Linked DNA regions of Zea mays: all the other regions are linked to region 2. Evidence: chromatin contacts called from public Hi-C data. All regions are on one chromosome and are shown on one strand. The core of a region is the stretch at or near the end of the contact, and the rest is flanking DNA. Distances in the headings are between cores, read along the strand shown. Region 1 holds the start of LOC100280238 (putative jumonji-like transcription factor family protein). Region 2 holds the start of LOC100191677. Region 3 holds the start of LOC103654090 (tricalbin-3).

Evidence for each region. A called contact is a pair of places that touch in the nucleus more often than the background predicts.
Region 1: a contact with region 2 is called in a Hi-C map of endosperm, with 2.9 times the contacts expected there. The contact joins the promoter of LOC100280238 here to the promoter of LOC100191677 in region 2. A contact is called at or near these places in 2 of 25 Hi-C or Micro-C datasets (endosperm and leaf).
Region 3: a contact with region 2 is called in a Hi-C map of endosperm, with 2.2 times the contacts expected there. The contact joins the promoter of LOC103654090 here to the promoter of LOC100191677 in region 2. A contact is called at or near these places in 2 of 25 Hi-C or Micro-C datasets (endosperm and tassel).

Annotation. Positions count from the first base shown.
Region 1 is chr4:174,333,935-174,337,642 of Zm-B73-REFERENCE-NAM-5.0, forward strand. LOC100280238 (putative jumonji-like transcription factor family protein) reads right to left here and starts at 2,095. Exons shown (of 15, transcript XM_008678926.4): 1 at 1,319-2,095; 2 at 807-977; 3 at 444-542. The coding sequence starts at 1,939.
Region 2 is chr4:174,661,694-174,665,801 of Zm-B73-REFERENCE-NAM-5.0, forward strand. It overlaps LOC100191677, which reads left to right and starts at 2,015. Exons shown (of 5, transcript NM_001137106.1): 1 at 2,015-3,214; 2 at 3,831-3,898. The coding sequence starts at 2,611. It overlaps LOC100274937, which reads left to right. Exons shown (of 3, transcript NM_001329108.1): 3 at 1-129.
Region 3 is chr4:174,224,012-174,227,682 of Zm-B73-REFERENCE-NAM-5.0, forward strand. It overlaps LOC103654090 (tricalbin-3), which reads left to right and starts at 1,951. Exons shown (of 8, transcript XM_008680890.4): 1 at 1,951-2,793; 2 at 2,907-3,148. The coding sequence starts at 2,072.

The DNA.
Region 1 (3,708 bases), core at 845-3,344, 330 kb before region 2:
AGAAACAAATAAAAAGTAGAGAAAATAATAAAAATCCAACCATTTTGGTGCTGCTACAGAATAGGTACAAAATTTTCAAGTCGTGGCTACAGAACTATTCATGTAAGAGTAGCAAAACAACATTATACATACTAGTCAAGTTGAGGATTTGATTCTGCAGAAACAAATAAAAAGTAAAGAAAATAATATAAATCCAACCATTTTGGTAATGCTACAGAATAGATCCAAAATTTTCAAGTCGTGGCTACAGAACTATTCATGTAAGTGGTAGCAAAACAACACCATACATTGCCAAGTTGAGGATTTGATTCTTCAGAAACAAATAAAAAGTAGAGAAAATAATATAAATCCAACCATTTTGATGATGCTACAAAAATATGTCATAGATTTTCAAGTCAGGTATTGTCGAACCCATGGCTACAAAACCATTTTGAGCAATTTACCTTGTTTGTTTCACCATTGGAGAACTGGCACCTAGTAATCGCTTGTTCTACTGTCAGTTTCTTGGGTCTTCCCCTTCCCCTCTTCTTCCCAGCAGGATTCTACAAGCAAAATAGCAATTAGTCCATTGTAGCACAAACTTGACAAGGATAAAAAAAAAATAAGTATAATGCAAATTGGGCATTTTCAGGAATATGGCGCAATATTTTTTCCAGGAGAATGGTTGCAAAAATTGTGATGGAATCAACATATATAGTAAATGACTTCCTGAAACATCAGTGACTAGGAGTAGGTCGCGTAAAAAATATTTTTAGTTCTTTATACATTCATCAATCAACTATTGCAGCGGATAGTAAGCGACATACCCCATTTGTATGGCCGTTGCTTTTACCATTGGAAATCTGCGTCCTAGTATGCAATTGGCCCGCTTCCATTTTCCTGGGTCTTCCTCCCTTCTTTACAGAATCACCTGTTTTAGCACTCTCGTGATTGGCCTGATCAATCGTAGTTTGCTCCTCATCATCATCATCATCATGCTAGCAAAACAGCAGTAAGTCAATTGATGCATAGCCTCAGCAAAAACTAACCCAGAAAAAAAAATCAGGACCACAGAAAAGGTATCTCGGGAAAAAAAACAAATCATACAAAAATACATCGTTCCTCACCGGTATTGCATTTTTTTCTGAATGAAGTATAAGAAGCAAATCGGCAGGGTGATGGTGGAATATTGTTTACCATTTAAAACAAAAAAAAACAAGAGGCAGAGGCGCAGAGCATAACTCGCTTGCCGCCCGGATAAAGGGTGAAGGGAGGAACGCCCAGAGCAGGCGTGGTCCATCGCCCGGCGAATGTGCAGAGAGGAACAAAATCTGCTCACCTCAGTATCGCTGTCGCTGCCCACGTCGAAGAACGCATTGGGCGCCGGCCTCCTCTCTCTGATCGACCTGGTCCCCGCCGCTACCCCGAGCCCTAGATCCCCGAGGCTCACCGCGGACACCGACAAGGTCTGGTCGTCGGTGCGCCGCCTCCGCCTCCCCTTGGCCTTGGGCTTAGGCGTCCTGTCCTTGTTCCTCTCATTCAAGCTACCTTCGGGACTTCCCCTCTTCCGCTTGGTTTCCTCGCCGTCTCTGGCGGCGGAGGCCGCGCCCGCATTCCCGGACTCAGCCTCGACCCCCTCCGCTTCGTCCTCCATGGATTGAGGGGTGATTGCCACGCCGCCGTCGCGTACAGTGTACACAGTGCAGGGGGGAGGGAGTGGGGGAGCGGGAATGCAGCCACATGAGTGGCCCATATCCCCGAGGCTAGCCGCGGGCACCGCCGACACCAGGTCGCCGGTGCGCCGCCTCCGCCTCCGCCTCTTATACGTGTCGAGGCTACCTTTGGGCCTCCCCCTCTTCCTCTTGGTTTCCTCGCCGCCTCCGGGCGCTGGAGGAGCCACGCCCGCGCCCGGGGCCGCGATCCCGGCCTCAGCCTCGTTCCACTCCGCCTCGTCTGCCATGGATTGGTCGGCGCTTGCCGCAGCGCCGTCGTGTAGGCGTAGGGCGGGGCGAAATGTGGGAGAGGAAATGCTGATGCCGCCGGACGAGGTTTCTGGCCGGATTTTGGCCGATCAGCTTCTAAGAGCATCTCAAGCAGCTTATATGCAGCTATAACCATATTCAAACTTATTTCTATAAACAGCTATCTATAAAATATAAAACGATATATTAGTGACGTGTAATATACAGTAGTTCACCCATATAATCACAAAAAATACATTTTGTATAGTTTTGTACTATAGATTATATTGTTTGTAGAGTATAGTTTAAATATATGTATAAATATGGATATGAATAAACTACTAGAGATGGTCAAACATCTAAACATTTCGTTTGTCCGTTTTTATGTTTTTATGATAATTGTTTATATAAATTCTGTCCAAATCAATACAGATGTGAATGTATAATAATCATTAAATTGTCGCGACCGAAGAAATCAATGTTTCTTAAATCTTAAACCTTGCAGATTTATTTGTCCTCCTCGGTATGTAAGCCTCATAATTAACAGGGTTATCTAGAAATACTAGTCATATGCCCGTACATTATATATATATATATAGTTTATCCATTAAGAGTCATGGACTCTATATAACTGTGGAGAGTCTCAGTCATCAAATCTGCAAACCCACGTCCGATCATTTTTTTATGCAAGCGAACTGATTTAGCGTAAACAAAAACTCATTTTAGCGTAAACAGAGTAACAGCCGCGAGCCCTCGATCCAGAAATAGCGGCTTAGGCCCACTTTCCACGTGGTCAACCATATATTCCTTAGTCAACACATGTTTACGCTATCCCATTCTTCCGTTTATACACAATAGAGATTTAGCGTAAATTCTTCAACCGACCCACGTTCCAGAAATCCTGGAATTGGCCCACTACCCCACTTCCCATGCGGTCAAACATTTCTATACCCTAACCCCCGCGCGGTCAACCTTCCTGGCCGACTCGCCGCGATTATTCAGGCGACGCCAGGGCGATTCGCCTTCCTCCCCTCCCGCCAGGCCGATTCCCCTTCCTTCGCCCCCACTCGCCCTCAACCCTAATCGGTGTCGTCGTTGCCAGTGTCGTGGAGCCGCCCGCCACTGACAATCCTCCGCCCACGCGTCACATTGTTCTTATACACACTCGCCGACGGTTGTCCTGCTTTCCAAGGTGCTCGAGTTCCTCTGTAATTTTTATGCATACGTTAATCTCCCCATTCGTATGCTCCATTTTCTTATGCATCGTGTGCCGTATTTGTGCGACGTTAATCTCTGCGCCGTATTCCAGGTGCCCAACTCCATCAACCTCTGTCGGATTTTCTGACCGTCAATAACAAAGAAATCACAGGTGATATATTTACGCTAAATTATTTTTTTGTTTACTGCATAAATGTTTTTTGTTTGTCGATATATGAATGCTTATTCTAGTACTATATAAATATTTATTTTGGTTTTGTTTATTTTTCTTTGTCCAAACCCATAAGATCTAGTTCAAATTTTTTGCTTTCCATCTAGCAGTTCAAACCCATCAGATCCAGTTACAATTGGTACATTTTCTTTATCATCATTGTGTGACTGCAGAAATTGTATTGTAAAAATCCAGTGACCTCTTTGGAACATCAATTTTCAAAAGAAAAAAATAATACCAAACATTGATAATAACAGTGTGGGAATTATACTAATATTTGCCCAAAAGCTTTAGCTCTGCTGGTATTTTTTGTAATCTCTACCTTTTTATATATCCTTG
Region 2 (4,108 bases), core at 765-3,264:
GAACCTTTCTTTCTAAAAAGAATGTCATTCTTGCTTTTTTAAGGGTAATCAAGCTCTAGTTATAGGTTTTGGTGATAACGACTATGATGTTAGAGAACTAATGAGATTTATGGAGCTAAATGAAAAAGAGAAAAATACATGTGATTTTTGATGCTTCAATTACTAAAGAAGGACGCGACAACTGATTAAAGGATATTTAAATTCATTTATATTTGAAATTTAAGTATAGTAAAGCCGCACTATTAAAAGGATATAATGCACATGCTTCATTATACAGGCTTCATGTGTGCAATCATACGCTCAAATGGTCTACCACAGTATTCTCAAAGCCTAGGTACAATAGTACGCCTCTTATTTTCCATACTCTTGGCTGCTTGGTTTAAGTGGCATTGATGCGACATTACTCAACCGTAAAGCTCTTTTTCTCAAGCTTTTCTTAACCTTTTCAGTTTAATTATTTGAGAGATTGAGTCTACAAACTATGCTAGCGAGCTTAAACAACCTATTCTTCAACCCTAAGCATAGCCGACGGTTATGTTCGTTAGACATTAATCACCAAAATACTTAGAAATAGTCTAAGGGCACATTTCCCTTTCAACAATGTCGTTAGGCTATCATACATAGATAACATGGTTATGACGCAACAGGTCATGATACAGACATTAATGACTATCGTAGAGAGAGAGGTATGGTTGGTTAAGATACCAGAGGATGGCCTCAATAGCGATGCATTGAAATAACGGGATACACCTGCTCCACCACCATAACATGTGTGGCAAGTGTAACACTATACGAAAATAACATGGGTATACCACGACACAGACTAGGGCCATCACCCACCAAAAGATTGGAATAATTCACATCGACTGGACATGATATCTTAGGGGATCATGACCGTAGTAAAAGTGCGAGAAACATTGATGGGTATGGCAAGATAGAGTAACTCCATAGAGGCTTGGGGCACGCCCCCGTAAAAGATGCCATGCAGATTTGTCGATGCGACATTGAGTAGTTAGGCCTACGATAGGCCATGTCCAAACGTGTGATAGAATAACATTCAATTTTAGGTCCACACAATCAACAACTAGGTAAGATAGTTTAAAGTAAAGTTCCAAGCCAAGAGAAAGGGAGGGAATAGTTAGCTTGCCTTAAATTTCCACTGATAGTAGATATTCCAATGCCTATTGTATATTGTATATATCTTTGATACATAGTCTCACCATCAGAAAGATAATATAAGGTATTACGTACTCTATGGCCCAAACCTCTATAGAGATATTTATGTTACTATGCTCATGATGGCATGAGTTGTTAGACATACTCTACGACATCAAGACTCACTCTCTACTCTCTTGATCAAATCCTCTTCAGTACCTTGTTACCTTGATGTTGTCACCATGATAAACGCTCTGGAGCACAAGAGGTCCTATGGACTTAGGCCGTGAGCGCCACGAGACACGAGTAGCTCCATAGACTTAGCTAGGACACCTCGAGTCACAGAGGATCTCGGTCTTTAATCTATCTTTACAAACTGATTTCACAAGTGCAAAAGTGTCCCCGACATCAAATTAACTCGGTCCCCTAGTGATCTTAGCGGAACATGATGGCGTAGATATTATTTTAGAGTACACAAATATTAATTTGTTGAGAAGGTTAAGCTCATGCTCTTATTGGGGCAAGGTGCATGTCCTTTAGAATCATGGTGTGAATAGCTAAGCACTGTGATAGCTTTTTATATTAAGATTTTTAAATACATCTTAGTAATAACATATAAAAACATGATCTTTCTAGCGTACTGATAATTATGTTTTTAAAATACGCTTGTAAGGCTATCTCCAGTTGCTATATTATTCTTTTCAAATGTCTTATCTTCTATTTTAAAATTTACTCTCTAATCTATAACAAAAACCATCTATTTTATACGATCTGAACAGTCTAACCATATGTACATGGAATCCTTGTACTTGTACGCACCTCCCCTCTCTCTCCTCGAACACAGACACGGATACACCATTGTACATGCTCGCTCTTCCTCTTGGAGTCTTGGGACCGCCCCCTCCCCTCTTCCGAGGTCCGAGCCTGATCCCTCCTTCCTTCCGTCAGCGCACATCTCTAGGGTTTTAGCGCCCCATTTCCGCAACGCCATTCCCGATCGGATCGCCCCCTTCCCACCCGCCGCCGACCAGATCCCGGCGCGAGTGCTACCCAACCCTCCGGCGCCGCCACCCTTAGTCTCAGAGGGTCGGTCTCCACCGAAAGCTTCGCACAAATCCCCTCCGTTTGTCGGTGCCATTTGTTGCAAAGATTGTGTTTTCCTCCTCATCCGTGCCTCGCGTTCCATTTCTGCCGTCCCCGAAAATGCCACCGCTTTGTTGAGATCTCTCGTTTCTCGATCTGATCTCGCCTCGGTATGGCGTGAGAGTTCCTAGGGGAGGGCAAAATCGTCGGAGTTGAGATTCTTGCGTCCATTTGCTAGTCTCAATACCGAGCATCCGATCTCGAACAGTGAGACAAAGTAGCGACCTTTGTGCCGTTCCTTGTAACTGAGCTTGCCCCCGCCTGCGTATCGGTGGGTGACGGCGAGCTCTACGGCGCTGCCCATTCCTATGAATGGACGGGAGGGAGTCCACGGTGGCGTCGGGGCCCAACTTCTCATCGTTCTACACGCAGCACCGGGGCATCGGGGCGCCGGGTGTCCCCGGCCACTCGGCGGTGCTCCATGACCCGCCGCCCGCCGGGTACCGGCAGCATCTTGATGCTGTCTCTGCTGGGTACGCATTCCAGACCCCGCAGGTTGGGGGTTCCCACATTGGACAGGGGTACCACCATGTCGAGGCCTCACCCCATGTGGCGCAATACAGCTCCGGTGGCGGCACCAGCTCCGGCGGTGATATGGACATTGGCATGGGTTCGGCTGTGTGCACCAATGTTAAGGGGGAGCTGGGGAGCGGGCCTGCCCAAGATGAGCAGGTGAAGAAGAAGCGGGGTAGGCCAAGGAAGTATAAGCCTGATGGGGCGGTGACTCTCGGGTTATCACCCTCTTCATCATTAACACCTCACTCGGCCAGCTTGGGGATGGGAACCATGATTAGTGCTCCAGGTTCTGGATTTGGGTCGGAGGGATCAGGGGCTTCAGGCTTGGGTGCGCCATCAGAGAAGCGTGGCAGGGGGCGGCCACCTGGCTCTGGAAAGATGCAACAGTTGGCTTCGCTTGGTGAGTTTCCGTGACCTTGTAATTTCATTTGCATATCCTATGCGTTATAATAATTGATTCATATGGCTTATGTATACTTTATTTGTGCTAGAATGAAATGTGCTAGGCAATTATGGGTAGGTTTCAATATCTGCAACATGTTACTTTTTGCATGCCAGTAATGCTTCTTGGGTATGTATATGATCTGACTGTGGCAGCCTTCTGGGCTGTGTTATTCACCTATTGCCCTCTGGAATGTATGTGTCATCATGGCAAATACAATACCCTCGCATTCTGTTCTGTTTATGTTTCTGTTGTATGACCTTTTCAGGATTGTACTCTGAATTTGAGTAGGTCCTGACATGTCTTTTAAGCATCTTTTTTGGTCATTTTTTAAATTGAGATGATGAATTCAAAGTTCTTGAATTTACAACATATTTATATTGTCAGCTGTCTCTATTATGTAAAGCAAGCAGTTGATCTCTTTTAGTACCTTGTCTCTTCCCAAAAGAAAAAGAAAGTAGTGGACCCTTTTCCTAGCTAGCTTTTTTTTGTTCTTTTGCGTTCCCTTTTTTATATCCACGAACTGTTGATTTTGTATCTTTGTCGTCTGATGAAATTCTATTGTCTCGTTTAGGAAAGTGGTTTCTTGGCTCTGTTGGAACTGGTTTTACTCCTCATGTGATTATTATTCAGCCAGGAGAGGTAAGTTCGAATGAACACTAACTGATGATTCATTTCCAAAAGGGTTGTTTGCACTTTGCACCCAGTGTTGATTTATGCATGATTGCTATGTGGGAGTGGGACTTGTTTGCATAGTGGCACGAGTGATGGGTGGTGATGGTTTGTATCCGATGCTGCTAATTATCTTCAAATTTACATTGTTTACCAAAATACCCAGTGTGCATATCTAAT
Region 3 (3,671 bases), core at 701-3,200, 440 kb before region 2:
AGCATGTAGAGGATCTCAAGAGCTGGAGAATGTGGGCGGCTTGTGACTCATGAATTCTCGGTGCTTGTCTTGGGGTGGAGTTGGTGCTGGTGGTGGAGGTAGTGGTGGTTGTTGCTACCGTTCCTTTCGCATTTCTTGTCGCTATAAAACCATGGCTGCTAGGGATCGACTCGTCGCGCGTCAATACGTGTAAGGCATCGTCGGACCAAGAGAAACAAGGAAGAACACTACCGCCGTGGAAATCGAGCTGTGCAGCGCCACTGCCCCCGGGTGGGGTATCTAGAGCATTGTCGGGCCACGGCGGAAGGGTATACACACTTGCTTCAGGAAAACATCAACCGAAGCTCAGGGAATCCGTTCACCGGAGTATACCTCCATGGCCGCGCCGTGGCTAGCATTGTAGTCGGCGTAATCCCTGGTAAAAATACATCCCCTAGCTTCGCAATCCTCTCTTACACACGTAGAAAACCTTGTCTGGCCGATTTTGGGCTAGAATCGCTAGTTATCCACGCGCTGGCCATGGCGCCGCCGCATGCATGCTCTGCGCCGCCGGTGTTCGGCGTCGGTTTTGGGTAGGGAGCGGACTATCGTTGATCCTCGGATGGGTGGCCACGATTAGATCGGTGTCGTACCCCTTCGTGGTCGGATCCATGTCGTCCGATCCAAATTAGTCGGATGGGAAGCAACCTAGCATTTTAAAATCTGGGGCATAGATCTCTGATCCAATAGCCCATATAATGTACCGGTTCAATCTAATCTAAACTATTGAAGTAGGATCTTGTAACACCCAAAATCCTAAGCATGTGATATAAGGAAATCAGTTAGACAAAAAAATAATCAAATTAAAGCACTCCTGATAAATAATTACACTTTAGAATTCACCCCTTTCTAAAGCAAATGGTCATAATAAAATAATGTTAGCTAAATCATATTTTGATAAAGATTTAGACATTTGAAAATTTTTTCTATCAAAACAAAGGAATCATAATTTAAAATTTGAATTTGGCTTGAATATTTGAATTTGGAAAAGAAAATGAAATAGAAAAGGGAAAGAGAAGAAAAGGGAAACAATATACACTATGAAGAAGGCAAAAAACATATATAAAATAATAAAACCACTTATTCATGCTGGTATTTTTTGTGCATTTATACTATATGTGAAACTCACACCAAAATTGAATTCAAATACTAAGCTTTGGATTTGAGAAAGAATCCAAGACAAAATAAATAAAAGAAAAGAAAAACCTGGCAGAACCGACCTGTGTCGAATCCCCCTCTTGGCCCAACTCCAGTCCGCGCAAATCAATCCTCGCGGCCCAACTCCTACCTCGCGCCAACCAGTGCCGACAGGCAGGCCCGGGGTTTGGTAGTCTCTCACTCACGCGCGTGCCACTGCCCGCGGGCCACTGCGATCAGCGCTTCACATGCTGGTATGTGGGCCCCGTGAGACAGACCCTTCTCCTTCTTTGGTGTCACTTGCTCGTGGGCCATAACTGTTAGTCATTTCTCCCAGCTGGGCCCTGTTGAGCATCACCGGGTTTGGTGCCGTTGCGCACCGAGCACCGTGATATCCGCGCGGTGGCCGAACCCAGTCAACCGCCCGCTCGCCTCGGTCGCGACCGTTGTACTCTCATCCTCGGGCCGTAAAACCTGAATTCCCGCACCCCTACAGTGTAAGGATAGGGAGGCTCACTAGGTATGGCAGAGCTGGGTTTGATTTGATCGAGCTTTCGTGGGCTTGTTTATACGTACTTAAATGTGAAGCCCAATAGAAGAAAGAAAGAAAGAAGGAACAATTGGATCTATACCATTAAAAGATCCAAACTTTAGATATATACCATGGACCCCACATGTCATTGACTCATGTGAACCCACATGTAAGTGAGATAGCAATGGTATGGATCCAAAGTGGTGATCTTTTAATGGTATGGATCCAAATTTCCCAAGAAAGAAAGGACTGAAGGAAAAAGTCACCCCCGAACTGGTTACTGGTGGGAAGCGCCGCAGCTCCACCTCGTCCGGTCCGGTGTGGTGTGGTGGACTGGGTGGGTGTCTCTGGCGGTGGTCGCCGATGCTGACCCCCTCGGCCGGCATACCGCCGCCCTCCCTCTCCGCAGCTAGCAGCCCCTCCACGTCCTACTCTCTCCTCTACCTTCCCCGACGATGCCGACGCCTTCCCGTCCCCCGAGCCTCCTCCAGCTTTGCCCCCAAGCGCTCGGCGCCGGTCCCCACCACCACCCTCCCGCCCGAGGCCCCCTCCACCTCCGCCGCTGTCGAGGCGCCGGCGCCCTTCTCGGTCACGGCCCCGGGGACCTACCGGGGAGGGGAGGACCCGCTCGTCTCCAAGCTCCGCACCCAGCTCGGCGTCATCCACCCGCTCCCGGCGCCCCCCATCAGCCGCTCCGTCGTCGGCCTCTTCGCCCTCTTCTTCTTCGTCGGCGCCGCCTTCGACAAGCTCTGGACGCTGCGGAAGCGCCGTCGCGCCGAGCGCGAGCTCAAGGTCAACGGCTCCTGGCCGCAGGTGCCCACCCCGAGCTTCTCCCTCTTCCTCGAGAAGGACCTGCAGCGCAAGGAGTCCGTCGAGTGGGTCAACATGGTGCTCGGCAAGCTCTGGAAGGTCTACCGCACCGGCATCGAGAACTGGATCGTCGGCCTGCTCCAGCCCGTCATCGACAACCTCCACAAGCCCGATTACGTCAACAGGGTCGAAATCAGGCAGTTCTACCTCGGCGAGGAGCCCCTCTCCGTCAGGAACGTCGAGCGCCGCACCTCAAGGCGGGCCAACGACCTGCAGTCAGTTCCCCTTCCCCACCACTTAGTATCATAGTAATGTTGTTTATCACTACTAGTGTCTCTACTAGTATCTTCTCTTTCTCTCCAATGGATTAGCTATTGGTTCCACCCAGGTACCAGATTGGCATCCGCTATGCCGGTGGAGCACGCATGGCATTGGCACTCTACTTGAAGTTCACCAAAGTACCGGTCGTCGTGCCGGTCTGGGTTCGAGATTTTGATATCGATGGGGAGTTGTGGGTTAAACTAAGGCTCATACCAACAGAACCGTGGGTGGGAGCCGTATCTTGGGCTTTTGTGTCCCTTCCCAAGGTTAAGTTTGAGCTTTCGCTGTTCCGGCTATTCAATCTTATGGGTATACACCTCCTCCTCCAAACTGTTAGCATTTCTAGTTGCAACTAAAATTTCATCATCCCTGCTGTTGGAAACTGAGCATAGTTGGTGCCTTCTAGCTTGAATGTACTTATGAATTTGGACTATTGATTCTCTTATGCGAGATGCATGACTTTGGTAGACTGTTATATATAAACGTGTCCTTGTAAAACACCATATTACTTTGTTCTGCACGTAGGTCTGGAGCTATTTCTGGGATACTATCGGGTGTTTCAGGTTTATAAGCAGTTTTTGTAAAACACCATATACTTGTGAGCAATTGGTCATGAAACTATCACATAGGTTCCATTATTGTTACATGTCATTATGGTCACATAGTTTTTAACTATTAAATGAAATTACAACATAAAAGGTGCTTCTTATATTAAGATCAAAATAGTATCAATATCCTCCATTTCTCTAGTATTTGGATGGTTGGCGAACTCCTTGCAAAGTCAGAAACCTGTTACCCTTTACCAAAAATAAATCTCTTCCCAAATTCAAAA